Linked DNA regions of Rattus norvegicus: region 1 is linked to region 2. Evidence: chromatin contacts called from public Hi-C data. All regions are on one chromosome and are shown on one strand. The core of a region is the stretch at or near the end of the contact, and the rest is flanking DNA. Distances in the headings are between cores, read along the strand shown. Region 1 holds the start of Col5a1 (collagen type V alpha 1 chain). Region 2 has its middle 21 kb from the start of Trnaa-agc47.

Region 1 (5,164 bases), core at 2,630-5,129, 340 kb before region 2:
TGCTGCTTCTCAGCCATGCACATCCCTTGAAGGTGCAGCACCACCAAGGACTGTCCCCCACAACCATCAGAGAGTTCCCGTGGGCAAAGTTGAAGCCTGTCTGGTCTGTACTGTGTCCTGCTAACATGGTGCCTGGACATGCTCACTCCCACCCTGACCAGAAAGAGGACAGCTGAGAGTTAGCAAAGCCCTGGGAACCACTACTTCTTTGTTGGTAGCATTTTTGCTCTGCTGGTGTAAGGTTGACAAGACAGGCAAGAGTTGGGACCTGCCTACCCACTGATGAGGGCATTTCCATCAGGGGTGAACCTCCTGGGATACGTTTAGAATATTCAACAAGAGCAAGATTAAACCAGAAGGAGAGGCACAGTGAGGGATGGTGATGAAAAGCAAAAGGGTCAGACCCTCAGGGACCCCCTTGGAGATATCCTCCAAAGCTGCTTCACAGGGCCCAGCATGTCTGAGGTGGCCTAAGAACAAGAAGAAAGAGGTCTGATGCAGAGAAGGAGTGAGGAACCCCTTCACCACCACCCCCAGCACCTCCAGACCAAGTGCAAGTTAAAAGTCAGTGGTACTTGAAAGTTCTGATGACTGGGAAGAGACTAGGCGGTCCAAAAGGAGATGGGGAGTCCCTGCAGAAGGAAAGAGAAATGGAGGGAGGGAGGGGGAGGAAAGAGGAAAGAGGGGAAAGGAAGGGCACAGAGGAGGGAGGAGGGATGGCAGATGCAGGAGGAGCAGCAGAAGGAGTGTAAACATTGCACTGGTGGAACGGAATATCCCATCTGTCTGTCTCCCAGGTCCCTGCCTGGACTGTGCCCCCAAGCTGGGATTGTAGCCCAGGGTACTGTGTTTCCCAGGGGAAGGTAGGAAATGGACGTGAGATCAAAGCATAGAACGAGTGGGCCAGGGCTGGGCAGGAGGGGAGCCCGTCACTCCGTCACTTGGGGCTTTGGCCAGGTTGGTCATCTCTGCTGCTCTACTGCCCAGCTTCTGTCCAGACAGGTACCAGCACACTAGCCACCAGTATTAACTGTTTCCTGAGCACTCGATAGGCAGGCTGGACAGCCCCAGACTACAACAGTGTCCTGGGGTAGGGGAGATAACGTTTCCCTGACCCACTGTGCGACACTCACCATCCCTGCTGTGCGGTGTGGGGACCAGGTGAGATCTTTACAGTCCGGATTCCCACTCAACAACTGTAACCCTACAAGAGGGTACAGCTTGATTTTTAAAGATGGAGAAAGAGGCTTCCAGCCAGAGGCAGGGGCAGGCAGAGGGCATCAACTGCCGTCGGCTAAGGGTGTGGCTCTGAGGAGCATCCAGAAATATCTACGGGGTGGGGTGCAGAGCAGTCTCTGGCCAGCACCGCAGGGCCAGCCCCCAAGACAACATCATCAGAGAAGAGGCTGTGAGCTAGCCCCAGGAGGGCACTCATCTACCACACAGCTGGAGAGGGCCCACAGCTCCAACCCTGTGGCCAGAGTAATACGCCCTGACAGACACAGGGGACTTCTACAGACTGGACTTTGTGGGGAAAGTGAAGGAGGTATGTAGGGAAGAGAGAAGAGGGAGGAGAGGGGAGGGAGGAAGGGGGAGGGAAGGCCCAAGGATGTCCCTGTAGCCAACTCATTGAGTCACAGGAAATTTAACCATTCAGTATCTGTCAAGTCTCCCAAAACTTGGCTGGCTTTCTCTGCAAATTATTGCAAAAAAAGCAGTCATGTGACTCAAGCCCACCAATAGCACATGGAGGAGATGACCTCAATTTCCAAATATTGGGGTCACATTTCATTTCTCATCCTCCCCCCCCTTTAAGGCTTTTAGCCGCTCCCAGAGCAATCGGACTTCTCACTCCTTCACACACTTGGCCAAGACAGAGACAGAAGAGCTGTGCTCACAGAAACCTCAGAAAACATCTGGCAGATCCTGAGAGGGAGAGCAGAATAGGGCAGAGCAGGGTCTGTTTGCACTTTCTCCTGACCTGCCAACATCAAAAGTGGACTGCTGCCCCTCTGGCCACGCACTGAGGGTGACTTCAAAGTGGGTCGCACCACAGGAGCAGAGGGGAAAGCCTCCCAGAGCCCTCAATGTCTGTACGTGCTTCTAAAAGTTGATTTTGTCCAAAGCAAAACATCTAACAGCACAGCCAGGACCCAGACAGCCCCTTCCAAGTGGCCGCACCCTCAACAGCAAGGGGGGGGGCACAAGGCACAGTGAGAGAGTGAAACAGAGAGGTGGGTGGCCACAGGACAAGGCAGGACTGGAGCCAGGAACACCCTAACTATGATAGTGGTAACCCCAGCTTCCCACGTGAGGGCTCCACTGAAGGCTTCCTTCCTGAGGTTCTGGGGGTGCCCATGGGGAGGAGCTGGGCAGGACTAAGTACCAGGGGAGCACTGCGGGGTGGAGGGCAGAGAGGCTTGCCCCATCTTGTCTCTCCGCCACACTTTCCTGAGGGACTTCATCACTCCAGGTCAGTTAGTCCAAGTTCCAGTAGAGTGGGGATCATCAGCCTAAGCTCCCCCTCTGTCCCCAAAGGCCCTGGGGCCCTTCTCATCCCCACTCTTGCTCATCCTGTACCCACTGGACACTCCTGGTGCCAGGAAGCAAAAGAAGAATATTGTAATTGGCCATGGGATGTGGAAATTGATTCTCCCGCTAGTCTCGGAAGCACCAGCTAAGCTAAGAAGAGCCCTGTCACTGGGCAAGGGCTGACCACTGTTCGCTGCAGCCAACCGGCTGTTCCGCTGCCTGAACTCCTTTCTAACCACCTTCACCTTCCCATATCAGCACATGCCTGGCGCTGTGCCACCCTGAGTTATGGTGTTTAAGGGGTCTGGGAAGATTATCCCCCAACTAACAATGATGCTGAAAGTAACATGCCTGCCCAGACCTGAGCCTGGAAGCGCTGAAATACGGACAGGGACAATCAGTACCTCCCAAGTCTTCCTTTGGAGCAGGGCTCCTTCAGAGGGCCCACGCTGGCAGGAGGAGTCTCACATGTGCAGATCATCTAAGAAGCTCCCAGCCCAGACTCCAAGGCCCTCTCCTGGCCAGGCTTCCTGTTCATCCCATCTTTGGGCAGTAAGCCCAAGAAAACTACCTCTGAGGTGTTAGGAGGTTTGAGGTCAGGCTAGGAGTAGGGCTGGCCTATCGCACAGGGCTCCCCAGTGCCCTCTGAAGACTTAGCGGGGACTACAGGGAACTCTGTCCCCTGGGAAAGCAGAAAGTTAGCTCAGACAAGCAAGAGGGTGTGTGCTGAGGGAAGTCCAAAGCTGGGATTCAAACTTCTGGGATCCCCCTCCACCCCTAGGAGTCCCCAAGGAACTGAACGGCCTTGACTCTAGGGGGCGGCCCTTCCCAGCTTTCAAAAGGAAAGTTTCTGCTGGAGGGTTGCGTGGGATGCAGCGGGTCGCCTGTGATGTGGGACAGGGAATGAGAGATTTGGGGACAAAAGTGTGACCACCTCTGCTCGGATCTAACACGAGGCAGATTTTTCCTTGACTCGACCAACAGCCCCACCCAGCTGGCCCGTTTGAGGAGGGGGCGGTACACCGCCGGGATAGAGTTGGCCCGGCTCCCTCTCCTGGGCCCCCAACGAATGGTATTCGTTGTCTTGCCCGGTGCATTCCACAGGCCAAGGGGGAAAGTTCTGCAGGCTCGGAGGAGGCCGGCAGCGAAGGCGCCCGAGATGACAGCGGCGCTACGGCTTCGCGCACCTCCTGCAGTCCCCGAGGTCCGGTCCCCGGCGCCCGGAGCGCTCTTACCTGCGCGGCTCGGAGGCGGCGCCCACAGCAGCAGCAGGAGCAGGAGCAGCGGCGAGGACAGCAGCGGGGCGCCCGGGCGCGGAGCTTTCCAGCGGGTGTGTACGTCCATGCCGGCAGGGTGCGCGGGCCGGGGAGTGGGGGACGCACACGATGCAAGAGGACCAGAGATACGGCCCGGGAGGCGGATGCTAGGGGAGCGCAACAACTTCAGGGAGTCATAGGAAGCTCTGCACCCGCCCGATCTCCCCCGCGGCGGTGGGTGTTCTGGAAGAGGCGGCAGGCGCGCTCGCCCACGGCGCGGGGATCGACTATGGCCCGGGACGGCCAGGACCCCCTCGCTGGCTGCTCGCGCGCTCCCTGTCCTCCTCCTTCTAGTCTCGTGGCCTCCTCACCGCTGCCGCCCCGCGACCCGCTCCCCGTGGGCGCTCCGCTGGAATGAGGTCCTGCGCCAGCCGCGGGGACGAGGAGTGCGGACCTCGCCTTCGGCGCCCAACACTTTTTCCCCCTTTCCCTCCCTCCCTCGATGCTGGCAGACACCGCGGAGGCTGTCGATCCCCCACCCCCACCCCCCGCCCCACACGCCCGCAGCAAATCAGAGCCCTGCGCCCGGCTCAGCAAGGCCAGCCCCCGCCTCCCACTGGGCGCCGCGGGCGAGGGGGTGGGGATAGCGGGCGAGTCGCGGCTAGGAAGGGGCTGGCCCGGGGCGGGAGCGGACGTGGGACGGGGGCGGCGCCCCCGTCCTTTCTCCCAGCTCTGGGCGGCGGCCTCTGGACCCCGATGGCCCACACGGGTCTTAGATTCTTCCCGCCTCAGGTACACCGACCTGGCCAGACTCCAAAATCAGCGTTGATGGACCCCCTAAGTTAGATCGCTCGAATTCAAAAGAGAGATTGCACTACCACGCGGAACTTTCTCTTTAAGGAGGAGTTCCGAGAGCTCCTCTTCTGGGCGGAGACTCAACTTGCAATTCAGCTAGAAGGGGCTCCCTAGACTATGATTGACAGGCCGACCCAGCGCTGGGGACCCGCCTTCCACCCCTCCACCTACCAGACTGTCAAGGATGCCCAGAGGGGCCTTACGTGAACATGGGATAACCAAGTTATTGATCAGGTCAAAGTCAGTCTCAAATCCCAGCCCACCGTCTTTCTGCTGTCCCTGGTGGCCCAACCTCTTCTAAGGAAAAGAAGGAGCCCCCTTCCAGACCTGACAGCTAGAGAAAGGAGAGGGGATCCCAGCTCCCCGTCTACAGCAGACCAGAGTTCTCCCAGACTTCTCCAAGCCCAGGAGGCCCTGCAAACGCCTGACTCACCGCCCTGCCCTTCTCCAAAGCCTTCAGGGTTTGTTTAGAAAGAATCAGAGTGAATTAAGAAGGCTTTCAGATTCAAAGTCATTACTGC
Region 2 (5,342 bases), core at 451-2,950:
CCTGTCCCTCCCTCCTTCGGGCCCTTAGGACTCTCCCAGGGAGCTGGTAGTGGGTTATTTATATATTGGAGGAAGAGCAGCCCCAGCTTGGACCATGCAGAACTTCCGGTCCTTCAGCCAAGGGGCCAGAGCAGGATGGGAGCACTCCAGAGGCGGCTGGGTCAGGCACGAAAGGTCTTTGGACCAACGCCGACCCTGGGAATACTGTGTCCCCTCATTTGCCTGCACGTCCGGGGGTCAGTTGTTGTTTTATTAATAGAGGGCCCCAAGGAGAAGGCTCACCCCACTGGATAGTCATTCACCTCCCCACAAAAGCAGGAAACCATCCAAGGCCTGCTAAACTAGAAGCACAAGGGCATCCCCCAGAGGGAGTCAGCCTTGGTCACTTGTGGGGGCATCTCCCAGAGAGAGCTTGGCCTCAGTCATTCTCTGCCGTGAGAAATAAGAAGCTAATTGCCAGAACTCGGGCTCCAGCAGACGGCAGCTACTTTAAAACTGACACCAGTCTCATTGAGACACAGAAAAATCAACCCAGAGTCTAAGCAGTAGCCTGTCTGCGAAGTGCTGGTACAGTCAGAGGTGTCCACAGACAAGGTCCTGTTAAGCCACCTGAGCCAGTCGTACATACCACAAACCTCTAGCCCAGCCCTTTGTCCCCTGTGGGGACTCGGCTGAGCCTTCAAAGCCACTGACTGGTTGGTTGTATCTTTCCCAGGCCATTCACAAAAACAGATGATCAGGTTTACAGAAATACAAACTATGTCCCTCAGAGAATCTGGTGACTGGCTTGGGCTCTTCACCCATGCTTCCATTTGTCTCCTGGGTGGTAGGAAAAAATTGTTATTTTCCTTGTTGCTATTTAACAAAACACCTGACAAAAGGAACTCAAAGAAGGGAGGGGGAGAGGGGTTCACATCACCAGAGTGGGGAAGATGTGGCTACAGGGGCCTGAGGAAACTAGTCATGTGGCATCCATGCTGAGGAAGCAGAGACAGATGAATGCTGGTACTCAGCCCACTTTCTTCTTATTCAGAATAAAACCCCAGCCCATGAAATGGTACTGGCCAGTTTCGGGGGTAGGGGTTTTCCTACCTGGAGAAGCACAATCTAGAAAATTCCTTGAGGACATGTCTAGAGGTTTGTCTCATAAGTGACACTGGATCCTGTCAACCTGACAGTCAACATTAATCATCACACATGGGAATTGCATATATGCACAGTACATATGCAATGGGCAGAAGCTGGTCCACCACAGCACTTACTGGAGACCCAAAACATAACTACACACCAAGTCACAAGCCCAGGGTATTCCCTAGCATCCCAGAGTCCTTTGGGGCTGTAGACCCCAGTTCAGTTTGTGCTTGTCAGCCAAGGTGCTAGAACAAAATCAGAACACCCCAAGAGTGGCCGGTGTCATCACCCCAGCACCCTGTGAGCATTCCAAGTTTTAGTTTCTCCATCTGGAAATAGGGCAGTCATAGCTGGGCCTCCCGAGCCTGCCCCAGAACCAAGTCCACATTATATACTTCTCTGATCAGTCCCTTTGGGAAGAAAGAAACAAACCCCAGTCTGAGTGGGCAACGTGTCCAAGCCAAAGAGAAGTGGAAGTTAACAAAAGCAGCCCTGCCCAAGGTCTGAGGCTCCAAGGTGGGGAGCGAAAACTTTTTTGGCTTTTCCAGAGCCCCTGCACCCTGAGTGGTGCAAGCCCGCCTCCGCGTGGAGAATGGTGGAACTTCCTCCAGATCAAGAGCAGAAACTGCATCTGAGATCTGGGAAATCCAGACTCCCAAAAGTGCAAGCTGGAAGAGGCTGAAAGAGCTTCCTCACCTGAATGGCCTTGCCTCCAATGCACCATTAAACATGTGGCATAACTGCAGAGGAATCAAACTGGATAGGCTGGATTTGCTGGCTTATGATAATGCTAAGCAGATTTTGGTAGAGCAGGGAGAGAAGCTCAGTTCAGCTGGTTGGCAAAGACATGGCCCACGGGGTGAGTGGCACAAAGTTGAAGCCTCGAACTGTGTGGGGTCACAGAGGAAAGTGTGACCCCTCAAAGAGACTGGAATGTTACACTAAATTTGTTCCAGGATGTCTCTCATCTGTGCGGCATGGTCCAGAAGACACTGCTCTTAGCATGACTGTGGGAAGTCATTTTTCCAGGGGTTCCCCAACATCAGTGAGGAGCACTGTGGTCTCCCCACATATGTCAAGATGGGCATAAGGTCAATAACAATATAACATGGGACCTATCAGCAGAGGAATCTCCGTGTTCCAGGCCAGCCTGGTCCAGGATGACCAGGGCTATACAAAGAAGCCCCATCTCAGAAAACAAAAGCAAAGAAACAAACAAACAAACACCACATACAGGGGTTTGGTGACCATAAGGACGCCAGACTCAAAGAGTCGTAAAATGAGCTGACTCTGGGAGAATTTAGGGTGCTGACTAGCTGACAGTGTCCTCAGAGACAGATGGGCAGTCTACATTGTTAATTGATTTTATGAATGAAAGCTTTGAACTTAATGAACAGAGTCTAACTTTAACTGTTAAAGTAGTTTCCCTTTCCAACTAGTTGAACCAATCTCTAAACCCATAGGTCTGGCCTTATCTAATGTCTTAAATACTTTTTTTTATAAAGATTTATTTTATTTATATGAGTAAGTACACTGTTGCTGTCTTCAGACACACCAGATCCCACTACAGATGGTTGTGAGCCACCATGTGGTTGCTGGGAATTGAACTCAGGACCTTTGGAAGAGCAGTCAGTGCTCTCAACCGCTGAGCCATCTCCCCAGCCCCTATTATTTTTTTTGTTTGTTTGTTTGTTTCTTTGTGTAGCCCTGGTTGCCCTGAAACTCACGCTGTAGTCCAGGCTGGCCTTGAACTCAGAGATCTGCCTGCCTCTGCCTCCCAAGTGATGGGATTAAAGGTGTGCACCACCACTCACACCTTTTTTTTTTTTTAATCTCCTTTTAAAATGTTTTTCACAAGCTGGAGAGACCGAGCACTGCTCTTCCAGGGGAGCTGTGTTCAATTCCTAGCAACCACATAGTAACTCATAACCATTTGTATGGAATCTGATTCCCTCTTCTAGTGTGCATGAAAGCAAAACATTCACATACATAAAATAAATTTTAAAATATTTAAAGACCAAAAAAACAATTTTTTACAGCAGGCAGTCGCGACACATACCTTTGATCCCAGCACTTGGGAGACAGAGGCAGGTAGAGCCTTGAGATCTCTGTAGACCAGCCTGGTCTGCAGAGCAAGTTCCAGGACAGCCAGAACTACCCAGAGAAACTCTGTCTCTAAGTAATAAATAAATATTACATTTATTTGTAGGGGTGGGGCATACACTGTGACGTGCATTCATGTGGAAGTCAGATGACAACCTGTGAGAGTCAGTTCTCTCGTCACAAGATGCTGGGCCTGGGGATCCAGCTCAGGCCATTGAGTTCAGAGGTGACAATCTTTACCCACTGAGCCATCTTGTTGGATGTGACGGTTTGAATGAAATGACCCCTGTAGGCTCAAAGGTGAATGCAAAAGAAATAAAAAAGGAGAGGACATGACTGCTTCTAGGTACGGAGGAAGAGAAGGTTTGCCTTAGGCAAAAGGGAAGCAGGAACATCTGAGAGTCCAGAGTGGACTTTGACTGTACTGTCAATCCTGAGGTTGTGCTATTTACTGGGGGGAGGGGGGAGGACTATTTCTAGTTGTGGTGTGACTCAGCCCTAGCATACATCTCTAATTCCTCTAGCTAGAACACAGACATGCCCTTAGTACTCACCTTTAATCCTAAACTATGAAGGTAAAGTTAGTTTGTAGAAGGAAGCAGCCATGTTTGAAAGTGATGTCTAATTGAGTGGCAGACAAAGTGACGAACCAAAGAAAGATTTGACCGAATAGGATACTGGCAGCTCTCATGAGAAGAGAGAAAAAAAGGAAGCTACTTAAGGGGCAGTGAGAGAGGAGGGGGCAGTTTTACTGGGAGAGTTTTACAGACTCTTTACAAGTGAAGAGAGAACAAGCCCGAGAATGAAGGGCCAGAGATTAGAACAGATTGCCAGAGTTAGTTTGAGGCCAAGCAGAGCAAAAAGTTGGAGGCTAAGAGTAAGAAGCCAGATTGAATCAGTCAGCTTGAAGAGGAGTTTGAGGCAGAACAGCTGAGTTGAACCAGCCAGCCAGAGTTCAGAGGAAAGAAGAAAGGGTTAGGCTATTCTGCAGCAAGTCTCAGAGGCTAAAAACATTCTAGACTTCCATTAGATTGTAAAGAAGCTAGAAGCTTCCAAGACCAGGCCAAGGTTAGCAGACTGAAGCAGTAAGCCTCAGAGACAATAAAGTACAGAAAACCAAAGATACTTTTACAGAATGTGACTAGTCTGAGCTGGACCAAGGGGGCAGAGGAGGGGGGAGAAGGGAGAGCAGGGGAACCAGGCACAACCTCCACGAGTGCAAAAGTACAAAAAGGGCAGGTAACCAAAATGGCTGGGTTATATAGGAAAAAACAGTCCAGTCCTTTGGGCTGGAGAGTTTGGAGTAGGGGGAGTGGGGCATACCAGAAAGGAGGACCCTGCAACAGGTAGGGAGGGATACTGGAAAAACCTGATAGCCAGGTTAACTCTGATAGGTTAGAAAAGCATCTCGGCCATTTGTTCCAGGGTTTGAGACTTAACAATGGAAGTGGCACGATTTGAAAAGATTAGAAGGTGTGGCTTCGTTGGAGGAACTGTGTCACTGGTTGTGGGAACTTTTAAGTTTCAAAAGCCCAAGCCAGACCCTGTAGCTTTCTGCTGTCTCCATATCCGGACACACAACTCTCAACTTCTCCAGCACTGTGTCTGCCTGCTTCCATGCTCCCCACCATGGTAATAGTGGACTACACTTCTGAAACTGTAAGCCAGCCCCAGTTAAGAGCTTCTCTTTATAAGAGTTCTGCTGTAGCCAGTCGGGAGAGGCGCACACCTTTAATCCTAGCACCTGGGAGGCCGAGGCAGATAGATCTGCTAGTTCAAGGCCAACCTGGTCTACAGAGTGGGTTCCAGGACAGCCAGGGATACACAGTGGAAAAAATAAAAAAACTGTTGTGATCATGGCGTCTCTTTACAGCAATAGAACAGTGACTAAGACAGAAGTTGGTACCATGGAATGTTACTGTGACAGGCCTGACCATGCCTCCTGTTGGCAGAATGTGAATTTTAATAGACTATGGATTATGGAAGCAATTGAATGCTTTAAGTGGGGCTGGATGGGTCATATTACATATGATGATGGCCTGGCTTGAGAGAAGATTATTTAATGGCCTAGAGACAGTTCTTGGGATATTTTGGCAAAGAGTGTGGCT

Evidence for each region. A called contact is a pair of places that touch in the nucleus more often than the background predicts.
Region 1: a Hi-C map of Schwann cells shows a contact between it and region 2, with 7 times the contacts expected there. The contact joins the promoter of Col5a1 here to the enhancer-like site in region 2. A contact is called at or near these places in 5 of 12 Hi-C or Micro-C datasets (Schwann cells, frontal cortex, kidney and 2 more).

Annotation. Positions count from the first base shown.
Region 1 is chr3:31,605,595-31,610,758 of GRCr8, reverse strand. Col5a1 (collagen type V alpha 1 chain) reads right to left here and starts at 3,879. Exons shown (of 66, transcript NM_134452.2): 1 at 3,768-3,879. The coding sequence starts at 3,876.
Region 2 is chr3:31,263,064-31,268,405 of GRCr8, reverse strand. No RefSeq gene overlaps it. Among named protein-coding and RNA genes, the nearest start is that of Trnaa-agc47, 21 kb to the right of the region's middle. Within about 2 kb of position 1,700, at least 7 of the 93 cell types and tissues checked have an H3K27ac peak or open chromatin away from gene starts, as enhancers often do.